3 separate regions of the Macaca mulatta genome follow, and regions 1 and 2 are each linked to region 3. The links are chromatin contacts, called in public Hi-C maps. All regions are on one chromosome and are shown on one strand. Each heading gives the region's core, a stretch centred on a gene start, on an enhancer-like site or on the middle of the called end of the contact. The rest is flanking DNA. Distances are from core to core; before and after follow the strand shown. Region 1 overlaps MYPN (myopalladin). Region 2 holds the start of RUFY2 (RUN and FYVE domain containing 2). Region 3 holds the start of DDX50 (DExD-box helicase 50).

Region 1 (2,803 bases), core at 182-2,681, 810 kb before region 3:
TAATCACCAATTCAAACCCTGCCTCTTAAGGAATTTTTAGACTTGAGTTCACTGTGATATCCCTAGTGCCTAGAAGAGTACCTAGCACAAAGTAGACATTCAATAAATATTTGCTGGATGAATGAATCTTCTATTATTATGTCTATTATAAGATAGCCTAATCTTATATTCTGCAGGAATATACCACCCACACACCAGTCCAAACACTGCCCTGGGAACGCTCATGATAGCACAGTTTGCTCTAGGCTGTCCAGGGAAATGAATTGCAGGTGTCTGTTACCAATTCCCTGTGCTCGAATCTCTGATGCTGTCTGTGCCAAGCACCCCCAGCTGGCATTGTATTTGTGTGAACAGATAGTAACTGCTTAGAAAGGCTTGAAACTTTCTTCACTTCAAGGCAAGGATTTCCAGCATAAAAATAAATTCATTCACTCGAGAAATCATTTGTATGTCTACTCTGTATGAGATGCTGTGCTAGATACTGAGGCAGATATAAAGATATGAATAAGTCACAGTCCCTGCCCTCAGAGAGCTCACAACCTACTAGAGAAGGTAATATTTGAGGCATGCAGAATGCTGTCTCTTGAAGCAAAGTGGAAGTTTCTAGTGCTCTTCATTCTATTTTTTCATAACTTTAAAAGTCTTTTCAATCTTTATTTCTTAATAAAACAAAATGCCATAGGTTACATCCCCAAGCAATAACTATTTCAATTATTCAGCAGGATTATTAGATTCTGTTTTTTAATGCATTCAGTAACAGTAATGCAATATAGGCACCCGTAATGGAATAGAATGCATTTCATATGGAATCCAGTAAAATATTGTTTCCATATTGACTTCTATTATGAGATCTCTTATAAGCAAAGAGTACTTTTTTCTTTCTTTCTTTCTTTTTTTTTTTAATGGAGTCTTGCTGTCACCTAGGCTTCAGTGCAATGCCACGATCTTGGCTTACTGCAACCTCCGCCTCCCAGGTTCCAGCGATTCTCCTGCCTCAGCCTCCCAAGTAGCTGGGATTACAGGCACGCAACACCACGCCCGGCTAATTTTTGTATTTTTTGTAGAGATGGGGTTTCGCTGTGTTGGCCAGGCTGGTCTCGAACTCCTGACCTCAAGTGATCCACCCACCTCAGCCTCCCAAAGTGCTGGGATTACAGGCGTAAGCCACCGTGTCCAGCTTAAAGAGCACTTTCTAACTCCAGGACTGCTTCTAGATTGTACACAAGACCTCCCCATCACACCTACTTCTGTAAACCCTAGATGGTTCTCCCATGAAAGGATGTTCTTCATCTCTGTGTCTTAGCTTTCTGAATTTTTTCTCTTGCCTTTAGTGTTCAACAGAGAACTAGGATAAATATTACATTTGGCCACTAGATGACACTGTCTCACTCCCAAATATTAACAGGCCTAACAATTCCTGAAATTTGAGCTATTAGATTATATTAAAGCAGGGTTTCCCAACCTCAAGGGTACTGACACTTTGGACTGGATAATTCTTTGTTATGGCGGACTGTCCTGTGCATTGTGGAATGTTTAGCAGCATCCCTGGCCTCTACCCACTAGTTGTTCTTCCCCAAGTTGTGGCAGCCCAAAATGTCTCCAGACATGGCCATATGTTCCCTAAAAGGCAGAATACCCCTTTGTTGAGAATCACTGTGTCAAACAAATCAGGGCCCTGCTTTAAGAATTCCACTAGAATTCAACCCAGCACGATGACTCATGCCTGTAATTCCGGCACTTTGGGAGGCCCAGGCAGGAGGATCGCTTGAGCCCAAGAGTTCGAGGCCAGCCTAAGCAAATAGCAAGACTCTATCTCTACAAAATATTAACTTTAAAAAAAGAATCCAATTAGAATTCAATTGCAATGAGGAATATTTGAATAAAAATTTTAGTTCCATTGGATGTTTGTTTTCAACATATCCAAAATCAGATTCATCTTCCCTTTATAAATCATTCCTTAATCAGTTTAATGATTTCTGTTAATGGCACCATCAACGTTCTTCATAATTCTAATAAGAAACATCCAAGTCAGTTTTTGCTTCCTCTACCCTATCAATGGACAAGTCCTGCTAATTCTACTTCTATCATTCTTCTTATAGTCAGGAGTTTCTTCCTTTCCCCTGCAGTGCTCCAGTTCAGACTTCCATTACTTCCTTCACTTGCACTCAGTAATAGTCTTGTTTTTTGTTTGTTTGTTTGTTTGTTTGTTTTTGAGATGGAGTCTTGCTCTGGAGTCACCCAGCCTGGAGTGCAGTGGTACAGTCTTGGCTCACTGCAACCTCTGCCTCCCGGGTTCAAGCAATTCTCCTGCCTCAACCTCCCAAGTAGCTGGGAATACAGACGTGAGCCATCACACACAACTAATTTTTGTATTTTTAGTAGAGACGGGGTTTCACCATATTGGCCAAGCTGGTCTTGAACTCCTGACCTCAAGTGATATGCCTGCCTTGGCCTCCCAAAGTGCTGGGATTACAGGCATGAGCCACCAGGTCCGGCCACTTGACCTCAATACTTCTGACTTCAGCCATAACGTACTCCTTCTGGTCTTCCTGCCTCTAGTCCTGCTGTTTCTCCCTACTCAGTAACTGCTCCAGTTATATTAATATTATTTCAAGTGTTCAAACCCCTAATGGCTACCTGGAGCCAACTCAGGTACCAGCTGACCTGCCCTGTGCTACCCTAATATGATCCCAAAGCTTTTCATCCATTACTCAGAAAACGTACCCAACACAGCAGCAAACCACACACAAGACCCCGCTTTCCAGCCACATGCCTTTCTTCTGCTTCTGCCTGGAAGGTTCTC
Region 2 (2,876 bases), core at 295-2,794, 620 kb before region 3:
GCTTCTTCATTCTGACTGTAGTTCTGTATTGCATGACTGTTTTATTTTCAAAGAGAAAAGCAGAGACCAGTTTTACATTAATGCTTCTCAGCCATCCACACAGTTGAGAAAGGCCACAGCGCCAGTCTGAATACCAAGTTAATAGATGTATATTCCAAAAGGCCTGATTTTTAATTGATATTTTGAAGACACAGTATCATCAAGCAAGATGTTTTCAATTCACAAAACTATTGTCCTCCTTCCCACAAATTTTATTCTGTTTACTTAGAAATTCAGACGCTTCCCCATCATCTCGTCACTGTTGTGACTGGTGGAAATACCCTCAACAAACACAGATGACAAAACTAAGGTGTGGAAAAACAAAGCACTTAATATAACACTTCATAATCTCTGACAAATGTACAAGTCATCAATGTGTCCGTTTTTCCTTCACTGAACAACAACAACAACAAAACCTAGAGTCTCCAAAGATCTAGTATTCTAGCTCTGATTTCTAGATAGCTAGGCATGAAGACTGACACTGAATCCTAAGCAACCTAAAATGCAAACAGCCACAACTGCTGTGGCCAAACTGCCTGGTGGAAAAATGTCCACACACGACATTCCTTTAAATCTGCATCGTGGTCTGACTCCCACTACTTTTCAGGAGTGAAACCACTTGATGTTTCATAATCCGTGGCAACTCTCATTTTTAACACAGCCCATCATAATTCCTAACGTGCGATGCCACAACCACACAAAGGGTGTTTTGCAGCTGCTGGGAGGCAGATCGGTGCTGGGCACTGGCAGTTCCCACGCCGAGGGGCGCTCACACCGCGGCCACGCCCCGGCTGCGCTCCAGGACTCCTCCGGCTGGGACGTGACCCCCAAACCCGGCCGCAGGCGCGCGAGGACTCCCAGGGCCAGTGCCCGCACCTTGCCAGGACCAACCCCTTCCCTGCTTCTCTTCCTGCCCCTTCCCCCCAGCAAGGCTGCCCAGAGGCCTGGGGCCCCCCAGGACCATCGCGGCGGGCTCACCCAGGCTCCTGCGCGTCAGCACTCCCCGTCTCCCGCCCTCGGCGTCAGGCACCCAGGCCAAAACCTGAGATGCGTCTTCCCTCCGCCACCCCCAAACCTGAAAAGTCATCGCCCCTCCCCGACTGCTCCCCGACTCCGGAGTGACACCCTGCCCGGCCCAGTCCTCGCTCCTGGACGCCGTGGCACCTCGAGCCCTCGGCCACTATGCCTCAGAACCTGGGCGGGAACGGGCCGGAACAAGGGAGGGGGCACGTTGCCATGACGACCCCGGGAGCCCCCGAGTCCCAGGCAGTCCCCGCCCATCCCGGGTTCGGGCCCCAGTTCCGACTGCCGGCCTCGGCGTCTCCCACAGCTCACGGTCCACCCCGCCTGGCCGGAGCCCTCGGCCCGGGACTGAGGGCCGAGGGTTCGGTCTCGGCCCGCTCGCCTTACCCATGGCGGCAGCGGCGGCTGTGCGATCTCGGGCTGGGGCTTCCTTGGCCTGGCCAGCAGCTCCCTCCAGGCGCTCGGCGGCCACCACCGCATCTGCAGCCAGGCCCGCTGCGGCCCACAGCGCCCCCGGCGGCGGGAGGGCGCCCGGGCGGCCCCAGGGGGAGCGGCGCCCCAGGTCGGGCGGGGACCCGCGGAGCCTCTGGCGGGCGGGAGAGCAAGCCCCCTGTCTCTAAGCCTCCTCGCATCCGCTGGGACCGCAAGAAGGAAAGGAACGTGATGGAAACCACGGGTGTGAGGAGCCAGAGTGCTGGGCCCTCGGTCCCGTGCCCCGGGGGCTTCGCCGGAGCGCGAAGGCCGGATTTCAAGGGGCGGCCGGCCACACGCAAACGTTGCTTCCACCGGGCTGGCGGGGCCTGATCTAATAACACGCCTGACTACTGCCCCTTCACCTTCACAAACACAAAGGGGACCAAAAGAATTTAGAAAATCTGAAGCAATTAACAGCAGGCAGAAACCTACTAAAACTAGTTAGCCCCAAATTACGACTTTTTTTGTTTTTTGGGTTTTTTTTTTTTTTTTGAGATGGAGTCTCGCTCTGTCACCAGGTTGGAGTGCAGTGGCGCGATCTCAGCTCACTGCAACCTCTGCCTCCCGGGTTCAAGGGATTCTTCTGCCTTAGCCTCCCGAGTAGCTGGGATGACAGGCGAGCGCCACCCCGCCCAGCTAATGTTTGTATTTTTAATAAAGACGGGGTTTCACCATGTTGCCCAGAATGGTCTTGATCTTTTGACCTGGGGATCTGCCCATCTCGGCCTCCCAAAGTGCTAGGATTACAGGCCCGAGCCACAGAGCCCGTCCTAAAGCAAGTTGATAAAACTCATTACAAAAAGCTAAAGTGAAAAAAGAAAGAAAACAATTCAAAAATATTTCATTATGTGCTACAGCAATATCCACACAAGCACTAAAATTCAGACTTCGGCTGGGTGCGGTGGCTTATGCCTGTAATCCCAGTACTTTGAGAGGCTAAGTTGGATAGATCACGAAGTCAGGAGTTCGAAACCAGCCTGACCAACATGGTGAAACTCCGTCTCTACTAAAAATACAAAATTTAGGCAGACCTGGTGGCACGCGCCTGTAGTCCCAGCTACTCGGGAGGCCAAGGCGGGCGGATCACCCGGTCAGAAGTTCGAGACCAGTCTGGCTAACATGGTGAAACCTGATCTCTACTAAAAACACAAAAATTAGCTGGGCGTGGTGGCGCATGCCTGTAATACCAAGATTACGTCAGAGAAAAAAAAAAAAAAAGTCAGACTTCATCCCTGGATCCATCTCGGTTCACATTTCCCAGGATTATGAGCCTTAGTCACCTTAAGGGCCAGTAGTGACTCAAGTAGAATTAGATAGGCATATCCTATTAGCTACAAGAG
Region 3 (2,768 bases), core at 251-2,750:
GCGATAAAGACCCTACTATGGTAGAATTGGGAGTGGATTGAGGGATTAGGATAAAAGGATGTAGAAACCCGCAGATCTAGAGATGCATAGCTATTCTAATAACCTAGGAAGACAGGTGCCTTTCTGCGTCATCAATTACTGAACACTCCTTGTGTTTGTAAGTACTGAATCCATAAAGTTACATGCAAACGTATAGCCCTTGCCTTCAGGCCAAGCCGTAGTTATGCAGAAGGCTTGAAAAAATCACAGATTTAACATTTCTGGTTCCAGCTGTTCAGGACCAATTCCCAAACTCCACAACACCTAACAATTTGTAATTTTGCTAGGACACAGTTTGATGCTTAGGTTTTAAGGCGGTGTGCTAGACGTTATCAAGAGGTTTATGAGTAGCCCTGTGTCTCCATTGGGTTGAGTAGCTGGGTTGAAAGGATCATGAAGAGATGAAGAAATGACTGTGAAAAGGCAACTAGCTAGCTTCGGTGATAGTAAGCAAAGGTATACAAACACACTAAGGAAGTTACCATTTGTATTGTCAAAGGTTTCAGTTTTGTGTAAGGTTGTGATTCACGGGCAGTTAATCCCCATCGCTAAAATTAAATCATTTTTTACTGCAAATAGATACTCTGTGGAAGACATTTTGGCTCTTTCGGCTAGCAGAAAATGTGAGGCTTCTTCGGGTTTTTCCTGTAGTTTCATGGGAGCATCTTCCCCAAAACACTGCAAAACAAAGTTTTCAGGTTGATGTGGCAGAGAAAGCACTGATCTCGGCTTCAGGAGCTGAAGTCCCTGGTCCTGACTGTGCCACTAACAGGCTGTGGGACTTCAGACAAATACATTCCTATCTCGGGTTTCTTCTTAGGTCAAATGGACAGCGTGAGAAGGATCACAATGAACCAGTGACCAACTTCACGATTAAAACCTAAGACTTCAGGGACAGACATCTGTCCGTTCCCGGCTATACCTCCGACCCATCTGGCCCACCGCAAACTGCGCAAACCCAGTCTCCACCGTCGCCAGGCCCGTGGCCTCGCGCTAAGCCGTTGGTCGTTAACATCTCCCCCGCAATGGGCGGGGCGGAGGGCTTCAGCTTCCGGCGGCAAATAGCGAGGCGGCGCGTGGCGGTGCCCACTGGCCTCAGCGCAGACCTGCCCACGCACCCGCCCACCGCGCGCCGGACAGTGTCTACCCACGTCGAAGGGCTTCCCAGCCCCAGCAGTGAACACTGGGAAGCCCCCAAAAAACTCTGCGGGGCCGTGGAGACCAGTTCGGAGTGGGGGAGGGGAAGATAAACCGAATTATTTATGCTAACCTGTGCGTGCTTTCCTTATGGAGATTGGCCAGGGCTTTACTCTAGTAGCCAATCACTTCACAATAAGGGTGGGCCAGTTGAGATCTCTCACACTCATTGGTTCAGAAGTTGCGGCGCAATGGAAGGACTTAAACTGAGAGTATCCGGGATTATTTTTCCCCGCCGCGCGGTGCGTGTCCCGGAAGTGACGCACGGCCAAGGCCGGGCGGCCGCCCTGCCCCCGCTTCCTTTCACGCTGTCGCTGCCCGTAGGTGGTAGTGGCCACTGTGCCCCGAGGGAGGCGGCGGTGGCCAGTAATGCCTGGGAAACTCCTGTGGGGGGACATTATGGAGCTGGAAGCACCCTTGGAGGAGTCCGAGAGCCAGAAGAAGGAGAGGCAAAAGGTGCGCTGAGCATGGGCCGCGCCTCCTTTTGGGCTGCGCCGGCTTGGGCGGGGAGGGGAACTGTCTGTCCCTGATGATGGCCTGTCAGAACCGGGCCGGAGCATCTGAGGGCCTCTCTTCGCGCCGCCCTCGGCCCTCTGAGGTCGCTCAGGGACCATTTCCACCTCCATACTCCCGACCTGGATAAAGATGGCCCTGGGCTTTGGGCCTCCCCCCCGCGTGGCCCCTCAGCCGTTCCCGTTGGCGCCTGAATCTCAGAGATGGGCAGACTCAAGCTCGCATCACCGTGGAATCTGTTCTTTCTCTCCATAAGCAGTGACGCCTGTCATTTCGTTCTTATTGGCCCTCTTAGAAGATAATTAAGAAAAAATGATTGCTTTGAATATGTGTTGCTTCTGTCACTCTGTCCCCTGTGCAAGAATCCTGGGGAAAGCGATCTTAGGTTTACAAACCTCCGTAACTATAGAGGCTTAAGGAAAAGTGTGACGGTGAGCCTTGCCAGGATTTGTCAGTGATGGAGATCGTGTGGGTTGCATTATTAATAGCTTTTACGGTCAGTATTTTCATTCAATCCGCAGGTGTTTATTGAACCTAATTTGTACCATACTCTTTGCTGAGCATCAAGGAGGTTAAACTAAATAAGTAAAGAAATAGTCCCTGCTCTCAAGGAGCCTGTAGAGGAGTTGTAGTCTTTCCTCCTCCCACCCCCATGGCCTCCAAAAAAAAAAAAAATAGGAAAAGGAAAAAACATCCTGAAACACTCAGAGGATCACAAGGTGCTGAAAAATGCCCAGGTAAAATTATTACTGGAGACACTTGACCTGGAAAAAAGAAATCAGCTGAAGAGGCTAAGGTGGCAGTATTCGGAGGCTGACATTCAACCAAAGAATGAGACTTACTTGTATAGCCTTAGAAAGCAGAATCTACCTCTCTGACCTTATCACTAAGGTAAACTTGCCATTCCAGCTAACACTTTTCTTTATTGTGCTAAAATATACGTAACATTTATCATTTTAACCATTTTTAGGTATATAGCTCTGTGACATTAAGTATATTTACATCGTTTTGCAGCTGTC

The links. Hi-C and Micro-C count contacts between places; a contact is called where the count stands out from the background.
Region 1: a contact with region 3 is called in a Hi-C map of fetal cortical plate, with 4 times the contacts expected there. The contact joins the enhancer-like site here to the promoter of DDX50 in region 3. A contact is called at or near these places in 2 of 14 Hi-C or Micro-C datasets (fetal cortex germinal zone and fetal cortical plate).
Region 2: a Hi-C map of fetal cortical plate shows a contact between it and region 3, with 2.9 times the contacts expected there. The contact joins the promoter of RUFY2 here to the promoter of DDX50 in region 3. A contact is called at or near these places in 2 of 14 Hi-C or Micro-C datasets (fetal cortex germinal zone and fetal cortical plate).

What each region holds. Positions count from the first base shown.
Region 1 is chr9:81,551,324-81,554,126 of T2T-MMU8v2.0, reverse strand. MYPN (myopalladin) reads left to right here. Exons shown (of 20, transcript XM_015147514.3): 20 at 1-440. Among named protein-coding and RNA genes, the nearest start is that of ATOH7, 19 kb to the right of the region's middle. Within about 2 kb of position 1,431, at least 1 of the 40 cell types and tissues checked has an H3K27ac peak or open chromatin away from gene starts, as enhancers often do. A contact at or near this core is called in fetal cortical plate, where this site is marked.
Region 2 is chr9:81,360,482-81,363,357 of T2T-MMU8v2.0, reverse strand. RUFY2 (RUN and FYVE domain containing 2) reads right to left here and starts at 1,544. Exons shown (of 17, transcript XM_077946693.1): 1 at 1,450-1,544. The coding sequence starts at 1,453.
Region 3 is chr9:80,739,997-80,742,764 of T2T-MMU8v2.0, reverse strand. It overlaps DDX50 (DExD-box helicase 50), which reads left to right and starts at 1,500. Exons shown (of 15, transcript NM_001258182.1): 1 at 1,500-1,692. The coding sequence starts at 1,606.